Regions from separate parts of the Zea mays genome. Here region 1 is linked to region 2. A link is a contact called in public Hi-C data. All regions are on one chromosome and are shown on one strand. Each heading gives the region's core, a stretch centred on a gene start, on an enhancer-like site or on the middle of the called end of the contact. The rest is flanking DNA. Distances are from core to core; before and after follow the strand shown. Region 1 has its middle 4.8 kb from the start of MIR394a. Region 2 holds the start of LOC100502542 (putative geranylgeranyl pyrophosphate synthase 4).

Evidence for each region. Hi-C and Micro-C count contacts between places; a contact is called where the count stands out from the background.
Region 1: a Hi-C map of tassel shows a contact between it and region 2, with 2.8 times the contacts expected there. The contact joins the enhancer-like site here to the promoter of LOC100502542 in region 2. A contact is called at or near these places in 2 of 25 Hi-C or Micro-C datasets (ear and tassel).

The regions. Positions count from the first base shown.
Region 1 is chr5:198,205,049-198,210,346 of Zm-B73-REFERENCE-NAM-5.0, forward strand. No RefSeq gene overlaps it. Among protein-coding and RNA genes, the nearest start is that of MIR394a, 4.8 kb to the left of the region's middle. Within about 2 kb of position 2,708, at least 11 of the 20 cell types and tissues checked have an H3K27ac peak or open chromatin away from gene starts, as enhancers often do. A contact at or near this core is called in ear and tassel, where this site is marked.
Region 2 is chr5:198,021,824-198,027,129 of Zm-B73-REFERENCE-NAM-5.0, forward strand. LOC100502542 (putative geranylgeranyl pyrophosphate synthase 4) reads right to left here and starts at 3,160. Exons shown (of 1, transcript NM_001197013.1): 1 at 2,129-3,160. The coding sequence starts at 3,160. The coding sequence ends at 2,129. LOC100304377 (Mechanosensitive ion channel protein 6) reads left to right here. Exons shown (of 5, transcript NM_001165815.1): 3 at 89-382; 4 at 464-666; 5 at 955-1,532. The coding sequence ends at 1,237.

The DNA of each region.
Region 1 (5,298 bases), core at 1,458-3,957, 180 kb after region 2:
TCTACTATTTATTTACTACTACCATTCTAAATTATGAATCGTTCTGTCTCTTATATATATATGTATAGCTTTTACTATATATCTTCCTGGCCTGGCTTTTTGTGGATGTGGATACATTCTAACTCTACTATTAATCTACTGCTCCCTTTAATTTGTTCCAACATATAAATCGTTCATGCTCTTATAGACACATGACTATTACTATGCATACAAAAAGTTATGTGTCTAAAACAGTCTGAAGAACTTATAACCGAAACGAAGTGTGTAGTAATTGTTTTTAGAAAAGTCACTTGTCACTCTAATACTACCTCTTCAAATAAAGTAGAAAATTATACAATGTTTCTTTCAAGCTACTCTATTCACTCGTTTGCATGGTTCATATAGTCATACTGGCTCATTACTTGTGTTTTCAGGCTATACATTTACAAGTGTCCTAATATTTATGGGCCTATTTGATATGTTACCGTAGAAAACAGTTTTAGCACCAAAATTTAGAGCCAGAACTGAGCTACTTTATAAAGACGAGGAGCCAAAATTTATGGCTTCTTCGGAGGATATAGATCGAGGATTGTTTCTAGCCTTGCAAAGAGACCCTATTGATGTCCAACCAATGTGAATGCATACGATATAATGATAAACCTATTTTGATGTGCTCATGTTTACTTGTTCTATGCATTATTGATTTTACATGAATACGAGGAAATGAACAACTGGGTTAGAGGCTTGCCATTCCTACTAGGCGCTCGTGTGCTTTAAACTAAATTAACATCGACTCGAACATATACTTGATAGATCTTTTTCATTCTAAAAAATGTTTGTATTCTGTCAAATGAGTGAAAACTTTAGAGATTTTGGGTTTTGATTGATACTTTTTTCTCGTCTCGTCATGTGTTTGTATTCTAAGCTTTTTTTTTTGACGCAATGACAGTAGCTCTGCCTTCCAATTAAGGAAAAAAAATAGAGTGTACAAGGTTGAGAGCCTAGCCAAGCTCTCAAGTCACCCTTACAGACAAGGAGGAAGCCCCCTAGGGAGATCCCTAACTCATTCTTACAGAAGCGGTTTCACCCCTATAGAGAGAGAAGATCCTTATTAACACTCCCCACATTAATTGTTCATATGACGTTGAATCGTCGATATTCTATGTATAGACTGAAGGATTAGCATGATGTTTTCATGCATTGGCTATATTATTGAAGGTTGGAGTATCTAGTGTATGCTAACAATCTCCAGTTCAGTATGTGTCTGAAAGCCATGTCCATATGTTCACTATCTGGATTATTAGTTTATGGACTCAAGAAGTAAAAGGTTGCCCCCCCTATATTTTCATTGTTGTTTTCCAGTACCTGTAGCTGACTACAGTATGCTCTGCTGATGTTGTGTTCCCTGTGCCGTGTAGAACACACCACAATTACATAGATTCTGTTATATATTAGGGTTTGTACAACAACAACATAAATGTTTTGATCAAGACTTTGTGTCCATCAATCTGCCTGACTAACATCGTAATGGGAGTAGTTAGTTTGTTCAGCTTAAACGTACTTTGGATAATAATATGACGAACAAATTGTAATGAATTTCTGGACTGCTTGCTGTGGAAAAAGATTAAGGTTGCAGCACAGATTAGCAATAGCAAGAATCCAAAAAGCAATAAAGATCAGGCTAAAAGCGTCTAGGATCTCTAGGCATCTACCTAACACTTTTTAATTACTCAGGTCATGCTTGTTTCAGTTCAGTCTTTTTTTCTCTGAAATGCAAAGTGGTGCATGGAGATGTGCTGGTCTACAGGTCTACTAGCGTGGGGTGCTACTATATATCTTTTTGTATGTTCTTTCGTGTCAAGCATGCATAGAGTAGTGTGATGATCAGGGCGCCATGGGAACCAAATCATTATGGGCATGGCCAAGATTGAACGGATGCAGAACTAATTATGAAAGACTGACACCTTTCGGTCTTTGGTGTATACAGTACTATACAATTATGCTCCTCCCAACCTCCGTACAGCTTCTCCCCCTCATTGCCATATATATTCCATTTGAATTATGTTTAGCGTTTTTATATTTATAACATGTTTTTTTTTATTTAATCTTGGTTGTTGGTTCTACATTTATAATGATTCACATTTTGTATTTTATACTTTATATTTAAACATATATGTAAAATATAGCAACTTACTAATCTTTGTTTGACTTTAATACATATGGTCTTTTGCTCAGTGTTTTGTCTAAATAGATTGTAGCTGCAAGAGTCGCAGTACGAACAGGAAAACTGACTTTAATATGAAGTAAGCAGCCCCGGTACTCCGCTAGTAGGAGCAGGCGCACCAGTCGCCCCACCCTGCGATCAATCACGCATAGAGAAATGCTGAGAATTTGGGGAGCAAAAGATTTGGGCGCCGTAGCTATCAAGGTGTTCAAAACTGCAGGCTGTCTCTGAAAAGGCAAAGGCAGCAGCAGCCTTCGTCAACAAGCGGGCCGGCCATGGATCGAACCTGGCCCTGCCGCGCGCAGAAATGGCTTGCGCGACCGCACAAAGACGGCGACAAGGGTCAGCTCATATCACACCAAAAGATCTCCCCGATGATGGCCGAGGGATCTCGTGCCCGATCGAATGAGGTAGTAGCCGGCTGGAGCACGAGACAGTGGAGCGTACTGTATAGCGCGACACCCGACCCAGCGGGGGCGGCGCCGGCCGTGATGAGCCCGTGATCGATGATGCCATCCGGGAGGTGCGGCGGAGGCGGAGCCCAGCACCCGCAGACCACACCGCTGCATGCGTCATTATGCCATTTGCTGCTCCCCTCGTCTGCTGCTACTGCAGCTCAGCAGCTCTGATAGTACAGTGCAGTGAACTACAGTTGCATTGGCCTTGCGCCTTTGCTGTTGAAATTCCGGGATGTCTGCTGCGCACCACTACTATACTGCTGCAAGATTGGAGCTTTTCTCGGTGGAAAAGCTGATAGGCATGTGTGGACTTTTGGGAACCGGGACGTTCTTGGCGAATCGATCTTGACATGTAATCGCATCAGACCGGCACGTTTCGTCTAGTCTCGCTGAAAAAGCTGTTCGGATGCCCAGTGGATTAGGGCGCACCAAAAGGGATCAAATAAGGAGTGCTTGTTTTATAGAAACTAATTTTTAGTCACTCATCATATTTTATTTTAGTCTATAAATTGACAAATAAGGAAATAAAACTTTGTTTTAGTTTTAGTATTGAATAATTTATGGATTAAAATGAAATAAAATTGAGTGACTAAAAATTAGTATCTAGAAACTAAACACAAGTCTAGACGAAGGCCATTGACTAAATTTTAGCTAACTATGGAAATGGGCTAGAGGGACTGATTTTCTAGTGACCATGACGGAGACAATATAAGTTGGTACTCCCTCTAGCAACATGATTTAATCGTTTTGAATTTGTTCTAGGTCAAACTATTTTAACTTTAACCAACAATATATATATTTAATATTAAATTATTTTAAACTAAAAGAATTATATATTATGTTAGTTCAAGTCATCTTAAACTTTATAAAACATCCAATATAATCTATTATAGGTTGATAGTGATTGACTTAGGACAAATCAAATTGACTAAATCATGTGGACTAAAGAAGTAGGGGTTTATTTTTTCACTCTTCTTATTCTCCTTCCCTTCTCATCTTCCCTTCACATCTTTCTCCAAAAGAATATGAGGCTCATTTTTCTCTCTTCTTCCTCCTTCCTTCCCCTCTATCCTCTATCTCTTTCTCTAATGGAGTTGCATGTATATAGGGGATGGAGTTGCATTGCATGGATGTAGGAAGTGTTGAAGCCTCCAACCCCCTTCAGATCTGCCTCTGACTATATTTAGGTGTTCTAGATCTACACATGCAAGCTAAACTCAACTAAAGAAATTTAGTTGAAAGCCCCCTACCGCTCCCATCGTTAGGACGCTCCAAATCATGAGCCATCAGGTGGCGCTCCCCTCGCTAGTGAGGGCATGTAAAATCCATGTAATATAGAGTTATTAGAAGGCTAAATAAAAAAGTACGTGAGGCGTCTCTCTTTGTGGAGATTCGATCTCTCTATACATATTGTCTCTTAAACTACATTTAGATCGATTGGCTTAGGATTGTGTCATATGAAGTCTTAGCCGTTTGTTTTACATAGAAAACCAATTTAGAGGCTCAGGATTGTACTCCTTCCGATGCAGTAAAGGTAGTCATTTAGGACATGATTGTGCATACCAAGGAGTGATTAATTATCATGGAGTTTTCCCTGTCTGCCTTTATTAAATAGGGATATGGGTGCATTGATATCACCAAAACAATCAGGCTCGATTTGTTGCTGTAGCACCTCCCGAGGCATTCTAGACTGGAGGTCTCAAGCTCGATTCCTCTTGAGCGCATCTTTTTTTGCTCGATTGGTTGCTGCAACGGGACGAAGAAAACGAAGCGCATCGAGCGATGCAATTACTCAGGGGCAGCGACGTCCAAATCCCAGACCCACGCGCGCTACGACTTCTTTTGTGCACGCTCGGTCACGCGCAGGATAAAACTGATTAAGAGGCTCAGGATTATGCATGCCCTGAAGGCGTCAGACACGAGGGAGAAGGTAATCGAGAGGTGAAAGAGAGGGTATGATAGATAAACAATTCTTCAGCTTATGGATCTAAATATTCCTAGCTAAAATTTAATTGGTTATCCTTTAGCTAGCTAAAAAATTCTAAAATTAGCCATTTAAATATTAGTTATGTGGATCTAAATAGTCTGTAATCAAGTAGCACCAGCGGATGAGTACAAACTATTATACATAGTATGTACTCCATATAGATGGCAGGATATAATTCTATCTTTGGTAGCTTCATCCCCTTGATTCTAGGAGCTACACCTCCCTTATCTCCCTGATTTGATCAGGATTGTAACTACCATGTAACACCATATGTACTCAAGAGTATACATGTCCTTAGGCCGAGAGCAAAATGGTCATCGCGCCAAACCCATTAACATTAGCTTAGGAGGTGTTTGGTTTTAGAGATTAATTATTATTTAATCTATTCTATTTTATTTTAGTCCTTTAATTACCAAATACGGAAACTAAAATAGAGTTTTAGTTTTCGTGTTTAGAAATTCAGGGATTAAAATAGAAAAAAATATCTGGAGTAAAAATTAGTATTATAAACCAAACACTCCTTTAGTCTCATACATTTTCAACAAAATCTCTCTCACTTTCCCACAACACTCACGGCTCCGCAGTTTCACAGGTCACATAGCTAGCGATTTCTTTGCCCTCGTTGTGTGTGCCCTTATCCATGTCCCTTT
Region 2 (5,306 bases), core at 1,910-4,409:
TATCACTGCACTTCATAGTATGGCCGCATGGGGTCATCACAATCTCTTCATGTGACTTTCTTAACATTGCCATATGGAATTTCTGTAGGTGAATGCATTTAGAGAGCGCAAAGCTCTTGCCCTTACACTCAATGATACAAAAACTGCAGTAAACAAGCTGAACCAGATGGTCAATGTCGTTGTGGGGATAATTGTGTTTGTTCTCTGGCTTCTTATTCTGGGAATAGCAACAACACATTTCTTTGTCTTCCTAAGTTCACAGCTTCTCCTGGCAGTTTTCGTATTTGGGAACACATTGAAGACAGTTTTTGAGGCAATTGTCTTCTTGTTCGTGATGCATCCCTTTGATGTTGGTGACCGTTGCGAAATTGAAGGTGTTCAGGTAGTTGAAATATCTTTGCTATCCGTCCACCAAATATTTCATTGCGCTAGTTATCTTATGTTTTCACTACCTTGATTTCAGGCGGTGGTTGAGGAAATGAATATCATGACGACGGTGTTTCTCCGATATGATAACCTGAAGATATATTATCCAAACAGTGTACTTGCAACAAAACCAATTATGAATTTTTACAGAAGTCCTGATATGGGAGAAGCAATTGACTTCTCTATTCATGTCTCAACTCCTGTCGAGAAACTGGCCCTGATGAAGGAACGAATACTGCGGTATGTTCTGTCTTCATCAATTTGTTTTGTTTTCATTTTTCAATCAGACTACCCAAGAGACTTGGATAGTAGAGAGGGCTAGCCCTGGCTCAGTTTAAAGAGGGCTTTTATATGAAAACATTTCAAGGTAAAAGTATTAATGTCAGTGTAAAGCCAACAAATAATTTTCAAGTGGAGTCCATGTATTTGACATAGTTTGCAGCTAGATCTTACAGTTCATCAAAGCATACATGATTTAATCTGTTTTGTTACACAGAAACTAATGATCAGTTCCACTTGTATTCCCAGCTACATTGACAACAAGAAGGAACATTGGTACCCGGGTGCGATGGTTGTACTCCGGGACGTCGATGACACCAACAAACTGAAAGTGTCAATATGGCTGCGGCACACGCTCAACTTCCAGGACATGGGTATGCGGTTCGTCAGGCGAGAGCTAGTGCTCCAGGAGATGATCAAAGTCCTGAAGGACCTCGAGATTGAGTATCGGATGCTGCCACTTGATGTGAATGTTCGGAATGCTCCTCCAATTCAGTCCACAAGGATGCCTACAACATGGAGTTATTCGTGAATCAGTGACAGGGCCGGACCATTTGGCCGTGACGTTGCAGATGCGGACTTGCTATGGATTTGGTGGTCTTAAGCTGCAAGAACTGGTGGTAGCACAAGCGGATTAAGCTGCAGGTGCTTGGTAGCAAATATTAGAGGTAGAGAATAGTAGCATATTAGCTAGCATGTAGAAAGCTGTTAGCTGTGCCTGCAGTCGTCACTTGTGCAACTTGTAATTACTGTATTCTCTTGCGTGATGATAATTTTCTGTACATTTGATGGGGAAATGATGGTTTGGAAAGAGAAGCAATTGAAGGAGATGACATGGTAATGTGTATGCAAATGTAACCTGCCTGATTCCCAGTTGCGGTCATGGCTGACCGCTGTGGAGATGCTCTCGGCCTGGCCAGGCGCCAAAGCAGAATGGATGGAATGTGCTTGATGGATGCGACATCGGCAACGAAGAATCATAATTCAGGAAATTAGGTTTGTCGAGGTGAACGGTGAACCCCCACATTTATTTATCATTCGTTTTAAGTTTCATCTAAGAGATTAACCTATCTATCTATCTATCCACCGTTGTGGTGAATTCATCCAAACTTAAACAGCAGAACGCCAAGAGTATTTGTATAAGCTTGAAGTGAGACCTTTTCCGTCCATCTAGTCCCATTTTGTTTTATTAACTTGCTGCAAACGCCAACCCAATTTCGAAGTTCTAAACATCTATTGCCGGGATAAAAATTCTCCATATGAATCTCCTCCCTAATTCGAGCTTCAGAACACCTAGATAAAAGAGGGATTAGACCTATGCCAGACAAAGCTCTCACCAAATTCCTGGACCATACACTATCTCATTAGTTCGAAGCCTCCAACTCCAATGTTCAGTAGCATCTGCCATCTCCCACTCTACGGACTATGGAGTTGCCGCTGCATCCTGTAGCTCAAACCCCCTCTCCACCGCGTAGTCCACGAAGCTGTACAAGGGCAGCACCCGATCGCCGTATTTTTCCGCGAACCTGTCAGCCGTTGTCTTGGCCTGAGCCTTGAGCTCCTCCACAATGCCAAGCGCGCGGTCCATCCCCAGGGAGCGCAGGACGCTAGCGTTGCTCCTCATCTTGCCGTTTCCCGATGCGCTCCGGATGTCGTCGACAAGCTCGTACAGGACGCCGATGGTGCGGCCGTAGCGTCGCAGCTCGGCCTCCTCGTCTGGCCCGGCCCCACCGAGCATGGCGCCACAGGCCGCGGAACATTCGGCCATCTCCCCGAACTTCTTCGTCAGGACCTGCATGACCTCGGCCTCGCCAAGGGCGGTAGCACCGGCCAGATCGAGGAACTGACCGGCCGCCATGCCGGTGGATCCGACAGCGCGCGCGAGCTCCGCGAGGACGCGCAGGAGGACGGCGTGGGGGACCGGGTCCGGGGACGGGGTGTGGGAGATGACGTGGGTGTAGGCCAGCGGGAAGAGAGCGTCGCCCGCGAGGACGGCCATGTCGGTGCCGTACGCCGCGTGCGTGGATGGGCGTCCGCGTCGCGTGGGTGCTGCGTCGAAGCAGGGCAGGTCGTCGTGCACGAGCACGAGCGACGCCGCGTGGAGCATCTCCAGCGCCGCGGCGGCCGGGAGTGCGGCCGCTCGCGGGGCGCCGAGGAGCTCGCACGCGGCGACGCAGAGCACGGGGGGCGCCCGCTTGGCGGCTCCCTCCTTGCCGGCGCCCGGGAGCACCGCGTAGCGCATGGCGTAGTGGATGCTTTCCGGAGGTTGCATGGGCATCGCCGCGTCGAGTTCGGACTCCACATCGGCGATCAGAGAGGTCCAGTAGCGGCGCAGGTCAAAGGAAGCAGAGGCGGCGGGAGCATCGGAGGATGCCCGGGAGGTGAGCATGCGGCGGGGTTTGGGGGAAGGGACATTGGGGATGGGGAGGGTGATGAAGAGGGAGGAGAGAGCCATGGCAGTGGAGAATTTGGGAGGATCGAAGGGTTTCGGATGTGGTTTGCTGAACTTGGGTGCGCGGTGACGGCCAAATGGGCTGGTACTAGCGGACTAGCCATAGTGGAGTGGGTCTGATACAACAAGTATGGCGCAACGCTACGTTGATAATGACTGTGCCACGCCCACGCATGGTGTCTAGTTTATGGTTTCACGGTAAATAGACACTATTAGCCTCCAGCACTCCACTATATGTTATAATATTTTTTAAATGCTGGTTTGTAAACTTCATTTTTCCAAGAGATTTCTATTTTTCTAAGAAAAAATAAACTAATTTCACTTGAAAAATAAAAATCTATTGGAAAAATAGGATTCTCAAACTGACCCTAAATCTCTACTAACTATTAAGGGCTTATTGTAGACTGCTCCCGCCTACCGGCCGCTAACCCCGCCGCGACCGCTCCGCACGCCCGCCGCGAACCCCGCCGCGAAGCGCCCGCATGCCCGCCGCGACCGCTCCGCACGCCCGCTGCGACCGCTCCGCCACGAACCGCACGACCACATCGGACAGATCCTTCTTCAGCGGGATCCACCATTTAGGCCTCTGATTCGGCGCGGATTCGCGGGGCGGAGCCACCGAGGTTGCGTGCGTGATTCAGATGGCGGAGCCGGGGCTCGAGGACAGCCAGCCGGTGGATCTGTCCAAGCACCCCTCCAGCATCGTCCCCACGCTCCAGTAAGTCCCGGATCTAGGTCGTCTGGGGTTGGGGGTTGCGGAGAGATCCCGTGCCGTACGTGCTAGGGTCGCGCGGCGGATGGCGGTGCTTGGGTTCCATAGAGGCTGGAGCTGCCAGGGCTTGGGGTCTCGACAGCGGGGTGCCTCTCTGTACTGTGAGTGGTGGTGTGGTTGGTTTGTATCGTGTTTTTTGTTCAGCTTCCCGAGCTCCCCGGTGCTGGGTGCATCGAAATGAGCTAATATTGACTTTACATAGTTGGGACTAAAACGTGAATTATTTAGTTGTCATCCTCTCTCGGATCTGACTTGTGAGAACGAGCCAGGGCCAAACTCAGATCTAACTGAAGTTTGTATTCTTGGCGTAGTAGTCACAGCAAGCATAATCTCTTCTTGACCATATTTACATTCCATGTTTTGACTCGGGAGCATAAACTGTGTAATGACTAATGTGATAAGCAGTCAGCCAGATTTTGATATCTCATCTCGTGTCAAGGGTTAAATGCATTGGTTGATGTGAGTTGACCATGAATCTCTACTAACTATTAAGAGCTTATTGTAGACTGCCCCCGCCTCCCTACCCCCGCCTGCCAGCCGCTAACCCCGCCGCGACCGTTCCGCACGCCCGCCGCGAACCCCGCCGCGAAGCGCCCGCATGTGTGCCGCGACCGCTCCGCACGCCCGCAACGCCCGCTGCGACCGCTCCGCCGCGAACCGCACGGCCACATCGGGTGAGTTTACACATGCCGCACCACAACAGATCCTTCTTCAGCGAGATCCACCATCGAGAATAAAGTTTTTAAATCTACATTCTATGAGTCTGTACCAGGTAAAGTTTTTTTGCCCTCGAGAATTCTAAATGTTTTTTGCATTCAACTTTTAAGTCTAAATTTTGAATATGCAATGCATGGGTTTTATTTTGGCCAGTATTTGTGATTGCTACCCTTTGCAGCTACGATTGCCAGCCAAGCTATGATATCTGCAACATTCTCTTGCATAAAGCGCTACTTCCCTAGAATTAAGATAATCCATACTTCCAAGAAAGTGATGGGCCAGATTTACATACATGTGATGAATTGGTTTCTAATGGTCATGTGCATCATCATCGTGGCAACTTTTAGGAGTACCAATGATATTGCTAATGCATACGGTGAGTAATTTGATCTTAAAGGAACATACAACTTAATCTATACATAGGCTTCTTCAAGTGGTTTTTGATATATTAACCCCTTAGGAACTGCTCATTACATTCACTATATTTCATTATAACCAGTTATGATTTTTTAGGGGTATAAGGAACCTGACTTAGTTGGATGGAATTGCGGCAAACTTGATGCTAGGGCCTGAACTTGCACTGCAGCTGGAGACTTGGATTTGTTCTGTCTGATAATTTTAGGCATGCAGAACTGCCTATGAGAACAAACCTATGGGTCT